2 separate regions of the Sus scrofa genome follow, and region 2 is linked to region 1. Evidence: chromatin contacts called from public HiChIP or PLAC-seq data. All regions are on one chromosome and are shown on one strand. The core of a region is the stretch at or near the end of the contact, and the rest is flanking DNA. Distances in the headings are between cores, read along the strand shown.

Region 1 (5,950 bases), core at 1,803-4,302:
CTTAACTCACTGAGTGAGGCCTGAGATCGAACCCACAACCTCATGGTTCCTAGTCGAATTCGTTTGCACTGCACCATGACAGGAACTCCTCACCTAGTTATTTTCAAACATAAATGTTTCATAAAGATGAGTCACACCTTCCCATTTCATAATTGCCCCTGTGAGAGAATAAAGACAAAGTATAAACACAAAGGATAAAATTAAGTGCTTGCTTTATTATGGTGGAAGGACACACCAGAAATGAGGACTGGGACTCCTGTGTATTCATTCAGGCATTCATTCATTTTTTTAACTTTATCTTAGAGAACATGTGTTTTGTTTCTAATTCATAGTGGCAGAAACGGTTTTAAATATACTCATTCAGGGAGTTCCTATTGTGGCACAGTGGAAATGAATACCACTAGTATCCATGAGGATGCATGTTCAATCCCTGGCCTCGCTCAGTGGGTTAAGGATCTGGCGTTGCTGTGAGCTGTGGTGTAGGTTGCAGATGTAGCTCGGATCTGGTATTGCTGTGGCTGTGATAGGATGGCAGCTACAGTTCCCATTCAGCCCCTAGCCTGGGAACTTCTATGTGCCAAAGGTGCCACCCTAAAGAGAAAAAAAAAAAAGAAAAAGAAAAGAAAAAGAAAATACTAAATTAAATGTCTAAAGTAAAGCAGACTCTAAAAGTAATGTTTTTTAATACCCTATTTCTATCATCAGAAAAATTAACTGCTGTACCATTCCCCAATTAGGGGACTCAGAGCCATAGAAAAGCGTATAAATGCACGTCCTGGTCCGTCAAGTGCAGCAGACTTTGAGACTTAGGTTCTTTCCATGGTGCTTGGATAGGGGCTGTCACTCAAAGAGCAGACCAGTTTCATGCAAGGCCAGTGGTTTCTCAGCCTCTCACTTAAAACACACCTCTGGGCGTTCCCATTGTGGTGCAGCGTAACCAAATCCAACTAGTATCCATGAGGACATGGGTTCAATACCTGGCCTTGCTAGTGGATCAGGGATCCAGCATTGCTGTGAACTGTGGTGTAGGTCACAGATGTGGCTGGATCCTGAGTTGCTGTGGCTGTAGCATAGGCCAGCCGCTGTAGTTCCAATTCTTACTCCTAGCCTGAGACCTTCGATATGCCATGGGTGAGGCCCTAAAAAGCAAAAAAATAATTAATTAATTATTTAATTTTTAAAAATACACCTTCTCTCTATGACTAATGGAGCCAAAGAGAATATGGACAGATTCAGGGCCCTTCTAGGATCCACGCATTAGCCCTTTGACCTCTGTACTGAACCCACTAGATTAAGGGGTGGAAACCAGTATACTTGCCCTCAAGAGATGCTCAAATCATTGAGGATTCCCAGCAGGCCCCGAGGAACTAATGCAGTGAGACGGGCCTGCGGTTTCTGCTGCAGACCTGGCCCTAGATTTCCTCTTTGTTGTTTCTTCTGAGGGCTAGAAGAAAGAGATGGGCTCCCTCTAGAACTTAGGCCAGTAGCTGCCTTGCAGTTGATTTGAACTCATTATTTATACTGAAAGATTGCTAGAAAATTGACATATGGAGTATTTTTTTAATCTATATGCTATATTTCAAAATAAACCTGTTCCTAGGAATTGCTTCTTGAATGCGTATCATTCAACCACTTTCCAATTCTGTTTTAAAATCGTGACCTAATGAAAGTAAAACCTCTTATTCTAATCCATGTTGCCTCTATGAATTTCATAGGGAAAAAAAAATGTCTTGGAAAAGAAAGTGTCAAGACACTTTGGCAATATTCTTTGAGAGCTCAAAGAAACCAAAGCATATTGTACAGGCTGCCCCATCAGTGGCTGGTAAATGTTAAGTGGAAATGAACAATGTATGAGGTGGGTTTGTGGCTCATCCGTGGCTGTGAAAGTACATTAGTGGCAATGGCAGTGGTCCTTAGGCCTTTGCAATTTAGTTGTCTTCATTGTGTATGTGTGTCCTTATGACTCCAAGTCAATCAAGTGATGCTGTAATAGAATTCTGAACTTTGCTTCAGGACAGCTCGGAGGGAAACTATGACTCAAGAAAGATGCATTACTTAATGGCCTTCACTAATAGTAGGTTAAAAACAGAGCTCACATGAGCACAAGCAGAATAGTAGCAAAATTGCTCTTCAGAGTAAATTGTGTTTTGAGTGGTTGCCCTTGAACTGCACTGTCTAATACAGTAGCCACTGGCCATGCGTGACATTTGAGGACTGGAAACGTGGCTAGACTGAGTTGAGATGCACTGTGAATATAAAATACACACAGGAATTTGGAAACTTACTAAAAAAAAAGAAAAAGAAAGTAAAATATCTCATTAATAATTTTATATTGATTACATATTGAAATAAAAATATTTTGAATATACCGAGTTAAATAAAATATATTTTAATATATGATTAATTTCACACATTTTTTTTCCTTTTTTAATATGGCTACTAGAAAATTTTAAATTACATGTATAGCTCACATTACACTTCTAGAGGATGCTGCTGCTTTAGAATGAGAAAGAATGGTCACACCGTTTAAAGACAACTTGTCAAGAACTAGTGGAGAAATTTGATAATAGCATAGTGATATGAACGGTCTTGCAAGGTGGTTTAGCTTGCTGGCTCTGACTGGGCATGCCAGGGACAAACTGCACGGGTTCAGGTTGGGCCAATTGTTGAATCTCAGTTTCTCCATCTATCAAGTGAAGGGAGTAATTATGGACTGTTTGCTGCTAGAGGGTTAAATGGAATAATGCCTGTAAGGTCCTTAGTCTGAGGTCTGATGGCAGACGCACTGATAAAAGGGAGCTTCTATTGTCATGGTTGTCTTGGTCAACTTGGGCTGCTCTAAGAAAATACCATAGACTGAGTGGCTTACACAACAGAAATTTATTTCTCGTGGTTCTGGCAGCTGGAAGTCCATGGTCAGGATGCCAGCATGGTTGGGTACCAGTGAGAGCCCTCTTCTTGGCTTGTAGTTGGCTGTCATCTTGCTGTGTACTCATGCAACAAGGAGAAAGAGAGAGAAAAGAGAAAGGCTCCGGTCTCTCGGTCCAAGGGCACTCATCCCATCATAAGTACCCCACCCACATGACTCATCTAGACCCCATGACCTCCTACAGGCCCCAGCTCCTAATACCATCACATTAGCATTTAGGGCTTCAACATATGAGTTGGGCAGGAGGGGGGGAGGGGAGGGACACAAACATTCAGCCCATCACAATAGTTTGAAAAGTCCAGATAGCTTTCATGTCGATTTGAATTTGCAATGTGGTCTAGCACGTGCTAGATATAGTTTTTGCTGGATACTGAGCAGTTGGCTTTGCCAACACTGAGTGGGCTCTTTGGACCAGCAGCAGTGGCATCTTAGAAAGCTTGTGGGAAATGCAGGACCTCAGGCTCCACCCCAAATCTACTGAATCTGCACCTCACTGGATTCCAGGGCTTACAATACACACTGTTTATGCAGTGGTGTCTAGGGAATTCAAGAGGAGGGAGCCTCACTGGCAAGGTGTTCAAAATCCAGTGCTCTGTGTCTGTGTGCAGGTGCAGATGAGTCAAAAAAGAATGAGACAGTTATAGCGTTGGCTTGGGGGGGGGGCAATAAAAGATACCCTTGCTCTCCAGTGATCCAGAGCCAATCATGAGCTAGGCAAAGAAGCTGACCAGACAGAAATCAAAATAAAACAGCTATATCACTGATAAGATTTTTGGAGAACAGTGACTTCAGTGTGTGGCTTCCTGCCACTGAGCCCCACAAATAGAGAGATGTACTTATTAGCATGCAGGCCGTGTCCCCCTAGAACAGTAAGAGGAGGGAAGGGCATGCGTGCTGGGTTTCTAATGCTGCCAAACTAACAAATGACCCCAAACTCAGCTTACCCAACACCCATCCCACCATTTCTGTGTTTTTTGTTTTTCCACCAGCACCTATAATTCTGTTCTGAACTCCCCAAGCTGATTCCTGATGTCTGCCTCCAAAACCATCTGGTCTTGATGGTTTTGACTGCTACTTATAGCACCTGGGCCAGAAATGGGGGACCCCTCTCCCTCCATCCCCTCAGTGCCCCCTTTTCTGTCTCTGTTGTTTCACCTTAATGCTCAAAGTCTTTGCCTGGCCAGGCTGTAATTCTCCTGCTCCTTCTCTCCCACCTCCAATTTACCTATCCACCTCTGACAGATTTATTTTCCTAAAATATGTATTCACTATGGTATTTCCCAGATTCCAAGTTGCTCCTAGAACCCATTGCCCTCACGTTCAAGTTCAGATTTCTCCAGGTTGCGTAAGCTGCCTTTGACCTGTCTGTGTTCATGTCTGCCAGCGTCATGCCATTTGCAAGCTGCCACTCCCCAACCCATGAGCCAACCTTACTGGAACTGACAGGCTGGTCATAACTTCTTCCACACCTTTCTCATGCTGATCCTTCTGCCTGGAGAGCCCTAGCCCTACCTCCCACCCTTCCCCAAGCCCTTCCTCCCCCCGCTCCCAACCACCTGGGGTAAATCTACACAACCCCCAGGGGCAAATGAAATGTCACCTCCACCAGAAAAGTCCAGAGCCCACCAGGTGGTGCCAATCCCTGTGCCTTGTCTCCCTGGCTCCTAGACCCTGCACACGTGTCCCTTCACAGCCTGACACTCCATTGCTCCCATTTATGGGCCAAAGGGACCTTGACCTGCTCCTGAAACTTTGTAGATGGCCAGAAATAACCTCAAGATATGAATCATAAATTTTTGAGATTTTGTGGGATAAAGAATTTCAGGGCTGTTATCTGATGGAGAATTTGAGACAGAATATGTTGTAAAAGAGAAAGATGAGAGCAGAGTTTAATTTTTCAGAAGGCTAAAAAAGGACACCCATAAAAATACATCGTTGTGGTTCAAAAAGAAACACAGCTCATCATGTGTGTAGATGTGTGTGCGCCCGCGCAAGCTCGCGCGCAGAAATGAGACATAAACAACCTTGAGCAGGTTTCCTAAAATGAGGTTCCTGGTCTGCAAAAAAAAATGCAGGGATTAAACCAGGCAAAGTATCTGAAAGCATTTGGCCATTGCCTGGCATAGAACAGCATTCAATGAGAGAAAAAGAGAGCTGTAGCGCAGGCTCTCCAGACAAACCTCTCACTGTCATGACAACCTCAGACTTCCCCTCTCTTACAATTCAGGTTCTAGCGCCTCTATGAACTCCTTGGGCAAATGATTTCAAATCTTTACAGGGTTGACTTCGTGCAGTCTACCCCCCTCCCCAACCCCCACTCTCCAGCTCAACGCTGAGCCCTGTGTCCTCAAAGCCACTGACAGGGGACAGAGTGAGAAAGCTTTCCACAGACCACACGCACGCCTTTCAAAAGCCATTCATTTCTTCTGCCTTTGCTTTTAGGAAAACAAAAACAAAAACTTAGCTCTTCTCCCAAAATCCCTGAAATATTAGGTGTGTAGACAAAACACTCGCCTTTCTGCTCGGCTTCTCCTACTTCTCAGTCTAAGACATGGAGAGGCTTCTCAGGGTCTCAGAATTTCCAGGGTGGTTGGTTCTGTGGGTCACTTTATATAACCTCAGCTGTCTGGTAGATCTCATTGTGGTGGATCCCCTGCCCTTCCCATGCCTAAAAACTAAACTTACTAACTTCAGGGTACATTTGCTATTTTTTGCCTTATCATTCAAAATTAGGGCAACTAATTATTTGGCTGCTCAGGGTTTTCTGAATCCTTGCAGAGTCACTTTATGTACCTGTAAACCACAATCCTGCTGTTTTTTAAGAATGCTCCTGTGAGACTACCTATATTTAATTCTTTTAATTTTTCATCATGGGGCGGTCCTTCAGAACCCCTTATTATTTTAGTTGCCCTTCTTGCTTTGGCAAAAATATAAGACTAAGAAGTTGAAAATCTTGTTCTCCTGCCTATTTAAACGGCGTCTGGAAATCTGAAATAATCATCTCCTTTCTTAGTTTTAAAA
Region 2 (5,950 bases), core at 1,360-3,859, 570 kb before region 1:
GCTGACTTTGAGGCTCTGAATCTAAAGATTTTGGTATCTGTCTTGAGTAGACAGCAAGATGGATGCTGTCATCTAACCACCATTGGTTAGTAAGATATCCACTCTTCTGAGGTTTAAATATCTTAGGTCTAGATCTTTGGCGACCACATGAGAGTGGGCAAAACTTCACTTCCTTAAATCCATTCTTCTCTGTTAAAAAGGATTCATAATATCTGGCACATCCCCCTCATAGTGTTGTCATGGTATCAAGTGAAATATATATGGAAGTTCTTTGTAAAGTGCTGTGCCACCTATAAGCTACCATCCTGTTAAAGGAGCACAGCTTCGTTTTCTTTTTACCTCTGATATGAATCCAAGTGGGAGGCCGTGATCCTGGTAGAGGATTCTGCAGCCCAGGGTCTGGATTAAAGGTGTGGGGTGGCTGCTGACTCTCAGGTGCTCTAAGGTGTCAGTCATAGGAATAGAACATTCCTTCCTGCTTCAGTCTGAAAACCAGAATTGGGAGTTTTCTACAGCTTAAATCCAGTTCCAGCCAGGATTGGCTGGTCATACGTTTAAAGTAAATTCTAATATCTTTCCCCCAAGATGTTTGGATGAGAATTCGTGAGTCTTAGGTCAATGGAAAGGTTAATTTGCAGGGACATCACACACATTTACTGTTTTCTCCCCCACTAGGCAATCACAAGATTCATTATGATTCAAAACAGACATTTTAAAGAAGCATATTGTACTTAAGTCTATTTATAAAAGCGGACCCAAACAAGCCTGCTTGCCCTAAATCTGCCCAACAACTCGGGTAATAAATATTTCTGTATTTGTTTTGGAGTCCATCTGAGTGGTCAGACATGTTTGATTTAGGCTTAGTTCCCTTGGAACAAATGCATTTCCTTTTCCTCTTACCACTATCATGTTTTTCCAAGAACACTGGCTCCCTCTCTGAATGTCCCTCAGACCCCAGTATTCACTAGCCCACTTTCCTTCGAAGTATTATGTCCTGCGTTAACAAAATAGATGGGAAAATCTGGGATGATGAGACAAGACAAACTTTGCCCCAAATAGCATTTGTTTAGTCATTTGTTCAGCTCAGCCATCCAGTCATTCAACGAATACTTCTTCGGTATTTCACTCTCTGTCTGCCGCGAAGGAGACAGGCAGGGTTTCTGCTGTTATAGACCTTATAGTCCAGTGGAAAGGGAGAGCGAAGCGGACAATCACTAGCCTCATTTATTCCTTTATTAGGAGACTTATCTTAAGCCATTTGCAATATCAGGTGCTTGCAACTCCTTAGGGAGAAATGGAGGACATAACTGAGTATTTGCTGGAAGCTTTATTATGGGAGTTAGTGTGCCAGACAAAGGAGACTTTACTACTTGGAGAGTTTTTTTTTTAATTTATTTTTTATTGTTATTTCCCCCAACCCACTTTTTTTTCCACCGTACAGCATGGGAACCCAGTTACACATACGTGTATACACACACCCTCACACCATGCACAAAAATAAACTTTTTTTTTTTTTTTAATTCATAGAGGCTGAAAGAGCTGTAGCTATTTCATGGAGAGAAGAGTAAGCAAGCTAAATTGCATTTGAGTTTGGGGAAGAGAGTTGAAAGTGGTACGTCACTGTATTTTTCTCTCGAGGGTCAGGGAAGAAAGAATGGAGTTTAAATTTCCGAGAGGATTCAGCTTAGACCCAGGGAAAGAATATCTAGAAATGGTGAGACATTTTGGACCTCACCCAAGAAGGTGGACACAGATGCTGAAGATATAAGCCATAGGATGAGAGGGAGGGTGTTGCTAAGGGTTAAGGTTAAGAGGGTCAAATTCCTGGGGTTCTTTGACGTTCGGAGACCTCTCTCCTTCATTTCCACTGTTCCACCACCAGACCATGTTGAAGGATGTGTCTTGAGCTTCATCTGGTTGCAACACTCATTTCCTTTACACTCACTGCAGCTGGATCTTGCATTTTGTCTTAGAAGTATTTGATTTTTTTCACAACATTTTCCATTTTTATCTGTGATGATCTATCTCTTCCTGTCATAGCTGGAGATGTGATACCAGGATTAGGCAACTCCCCCAGTCTCTTTCTTTTGGGTAAAGTCTGAAACAGAGTAACCTGAATCTGTCTATAGTCTCTGCAACATTTTCTCACTTTCCCTATTGTTACTTCCTAATTGTGTGTGTGTGTGTGGGGGGATAATTCATTTACTCTTAAAATGAATGTAGTTATCTAAAGTTTTCTTTGTATTGCACCAATTCTTCTTGGTCTTTATGGGGTGATGAACCAGTCACACTTCATGTGGCACTTCTGCCTTTAAAGTCTGGCCAATTAGTTTGGTGTTCTTTAATTGCTAATTTTTGGGATTACAGTTGCCAGTTTTCTTTATTTTATAATTCTGCTGATTCTGATAACACTGATTTCCTGTTTAAAGTAGAAAATACAAGAAAACAAAAAAGAATTTTTTACATTTTTTTCTAAGAACCTGAAAAGTATAATAGAGTATTGTCTGAAGAGTGGGAAATCAAACAAAAGGAAGATGTTTACTGAAGCTACGGATGACTGGATAACAGAGGCACCACTGCCCACATCGAAAGAAGAAAGACCTGCATCGGGCACTTCCTTTTCCGAAATCAACAAACAGGATCAAGTGCTTTGAAAAGGATGCATTTAGGACAGTACAGCTGTTGTCACATCGCTGATTCTGATGTGGTGACTAAGATGGAGAACTCATCACATGGCACTTAAATCACTGAGCAGCCCAACTTCCTCTGAGAGCTTGGGAAATGCTTTTCATTTTAGAAATAAAACAACTGAAAATGAGCCTTGTCTGGATTTGAAGTCCAACCCAGCGTATTCTCCCTGACCCCCCCAGTGCCTCTAACTTGTCTTAAGGCTTTGCAATATGTACAGAAGGACTTTAAGAAGGCTTTTGATAATCAGCCATTCAGCTGCAGGGAAACCAAGTGAAGCAGAGATCTTCTGTAGCATTTTCAGTGCAGTGCATCCTGGCAATAGGAGTTAATGAACCATGAAATTAATAAATTCCTGAATAAAGCTACTACATTTCTAGACGTTTCTAATAGGAAATTGTTTCAGGAAAACCGTATAGAAATAAATCTCTCCTAATGTTGTATTTTATTTATCTCAATTATACTCTTCATTGTTATATCAGATTTTTACTAGAATATATATATATATATATATATATATATATATATAGTGTCAAACTTTCATTGTGCATCATTCTTTCCTGGTGTTATCAACACTTCAGGAGGAAAAAAATTAATTTGCATTGGATAACTAATTGAATTTTTAGATATGAATGTGGTTGTGATTTGTATAATGGTGAACATTTATATTTGGCTGGGTCCTTTTTGAAGCCCTGGTTGTAAGAAGAGTAAGAAAAATCTTTTACATTTTACTACAGATGAAGGAAATCTGCTGGAATTCTTTCATCAGAGTCATGGACTACAATATTGGAAAGTACAAATTACTGTGGTTAATTTCTTCTGCAGAAACTTAAAATTTCAGAGATTTTTTTTTCTGCAATTCTAGGAACTGACATTATAAAACAACACCTTTTAAAGAGATTTTGACTAAACAAAGATTATCCTGCATTCTGAGATCTTTTGAATTTCTAGAGACACTACAACTCTTATGGGAAAATAGTGCCATGAATTGAGGCGGGGGTGCTATCCTGACCCAGAGAAGCCAACTCAGGTCTATTGGTCCAGAGGCTAGTCGACTTAAGAAAAAGTCTGTTTTAACCACCTGGGCATCTTCAGAAGCTGTGAAATGCTGTAAAAACTGACTTCCCATCCTGATTTCTAGGAAATGCTTTTGTCTCATCAGAATAAGACTTCAGCCCATCTCTTTTCTACTTCCTCTTCCCCAGGTGCCTTCTGCCCCTAAAAATCTCTGCAAGATCCTAAAGCTGTACAACTGTGCTCACGACGTCTTTAAAGGACCTCTGTATCAGGTACAGGAAAATTGTTGAGAAGGTGGACCTTACATCTTATCACTGCACACAAACAATGATAATTTTGGGAGGCAGTGGAGGGGTTGACTGAGCTTACTGTGATCGTGGTTTTGCAATAGACATGTATACACCGATACTATCCCAACTAAAGCTGCGGGGAAATGTGTTAACTTATGCAGCATTTTTCTTTATGCCATCATATGGTCTCTGAGGCTCCTTAGATGTGATTTGCCCACAGGTGCAGCCCCAGTGGAAGGATTTTAGACTTTGAGATTTCCTTCTGTGTATTTAAAGGAACCCAACTGAAGGAGCAATGATGTGGGGGGATTTTTAGTTCGTCTTACTAAACCTCTGCCCCCAAATATTTATAATTTGAGATGCAGAGAACCCATGGCTTCTAGGTGGATAAATCTATGTGTTCATTTATTTTTCAGGACACTCAGCTTTCTGTGTGTCTGCTACATAGCTAGAGGAGAGAAAGAGGAAGTAAGGAATAAGAGAATTTCAAAGACTGGCTGTTGTAAGCACAGTTCTAGTCATTTAAGTTACCAGGGATAGTTTCTCCATTCTGTTCATTTGAATGACTGGAGACACCATAGGCAATAAAATGAAAATGTTTACATTAGGAAATTAGGCCAGTGGTATTTCCTCCTTTATACTATCCTTCTGTTTTAGGAGGATAGTGGTGACGGTGATGATGTATGTACATGCGTGTGTGTGCCAGGGAGAGAGACAGACAGAGAGACAGAGCCAAAGAATGAGAGAGAATGTGGGAAAGACAGAAGGTGGGGAACTCAGAGAGGAAGAGAGACAGAGAGAAGAATGAATCCTTGTTTCATTTCAAGGAAATAAAATACTTTCAAAGTTGTGGCAAAAAAAAAATTGTCAATTAATCAACAGTTTTCAAAAGTGTAGAGTTGACATGATCCCAGTTCAGACATACATAAGCTCATTTTCTAGGGAAAACAAGGAAGCTTAACGTCACTTAGCATGGGCAGTGGACAGAACTAGCCATTGGCAGTATCTTTCTCTCTCTCTCTCTCTTTTTTTTTTTTTTTTCCTCCTTTTTTGTTTATGCTCGAGGCATATGGAAGTTTCTGGGCCAGCGAGCAAATCTGAGCCAGAGCTGCGACCTTTGCCACAGCAATCCTGGGTCATGAAACTCAATGCCCTGCACCAGGGATTGAACCAGAGACTCCAAATGGACAAGCCTGATCATTACCCAACTGCACCACAGTGGGAACCCTTGGCTGTCTTTTATTTAGTGGGATGCAAACGACTATTATGATTGTCCATGGAGTCAATGGGAGGCATCCATACTCTGTGAACATTCTCTTCTTCCAATGAAGATGATGCAAATTTATTGAGCGATTCATACAGATCTGATACTAAGCACTTGATATCAGGTGACTCATTTTACCCTCATAGCATCCCCTAAGAGCTTCCTTCTCATTCTTCCCCAGTTCCTATACTGGAAGTTTTTATTTAAAGACGAGGGAACAGGGAGGTCCTGTTGTGGGTCAGCGGGTTAAGAACACAGCATAGTTTCCATGAGGACGTGGGTTCCATCCCTGGCCTCACTCAATGGGTGAGGGATCTGGCATTACCACAAGGTACAGTATAGGTCCCAGATGTGGCTTGGGTCTGCTGTGGCTGTGGCATAGGCCTGCAGCTGCCTATGCCTAGCCTAGGAAATTCCATATGCCTCAGGTGTGGCTGTGAAAAGGAAACAATATTTTCAAAGATGAGGAAACAGAAACCCGACAATAGTTGGCTAGTGGCACCAAACCGGGATTCAAACCCAAGCAGTCAGTCTCCCAAGCTGAGCTCCTATCACCAAGCTGTGCTTGCCTTGAACTCTAATTTCTTATCTCGCTCACTTTTGCTGTTTGTGGGAAGCCCAGACTTTCATTTTCCTTGGCAACAGATTTTTTTGTTTGCATCGGAACAAGGACTTGTGTCTTAGAAATAGT

Evidence for each region. HiChIP or PLAC-seq counts read pairs in DNA pulled down with a chosen protein or histone mark.
Region 2: an H3K27ac HiChIP or PLAC-seq map of alveolar macrophages shows a contact between it and region 1, with 12 times the contacts expected there. The contact joins two enhancer-like sites. A contact is called at or near these places in 1 of 47 Hi-C or Micro-C datasets (embryonic fibroblasts) and 1 of 2 datasets of contacts at active chromatin or transcription factors (alveolar macrophages).

The regions. Positions count from the first base shown.
Region 1 is chr13:198,475,318-198,481,267 of Sscrofa11.1, reverse strand. The region is part of intron 1 of RUNX1 (runt related transcription factor 1); the gene reads left to right. Among named protein-coding and RNA genes, the nearest start is that of RUNX1, 160 kb to the left of the region's middle. Within about 2 kb of position 3,052, at least 1 of the 83 cell types and tissues checked has an H3K27ac peak or open chromatin away from gene starts, as enhancers often do. A contact at or near this core is called in alveolar macrophages, where this site is marked.
Region 2 is chr13:199,045,915-199,051,864 of Sscrofa11.1, reverse strand. No RefSeq gene overlaps it. Among named protein-coding and RNA genes, the nearest start is that of RUNX1, 410 kb to the right of the region's middle. Within about 2 kb of position 2,609, at least 2 of the 83 cell types and tissues checked have an H3K27ac peak or open chromatin away from gene starts, as enhancers often do. A contact at or near this core is called in alveolar macrophages, where this site is marked.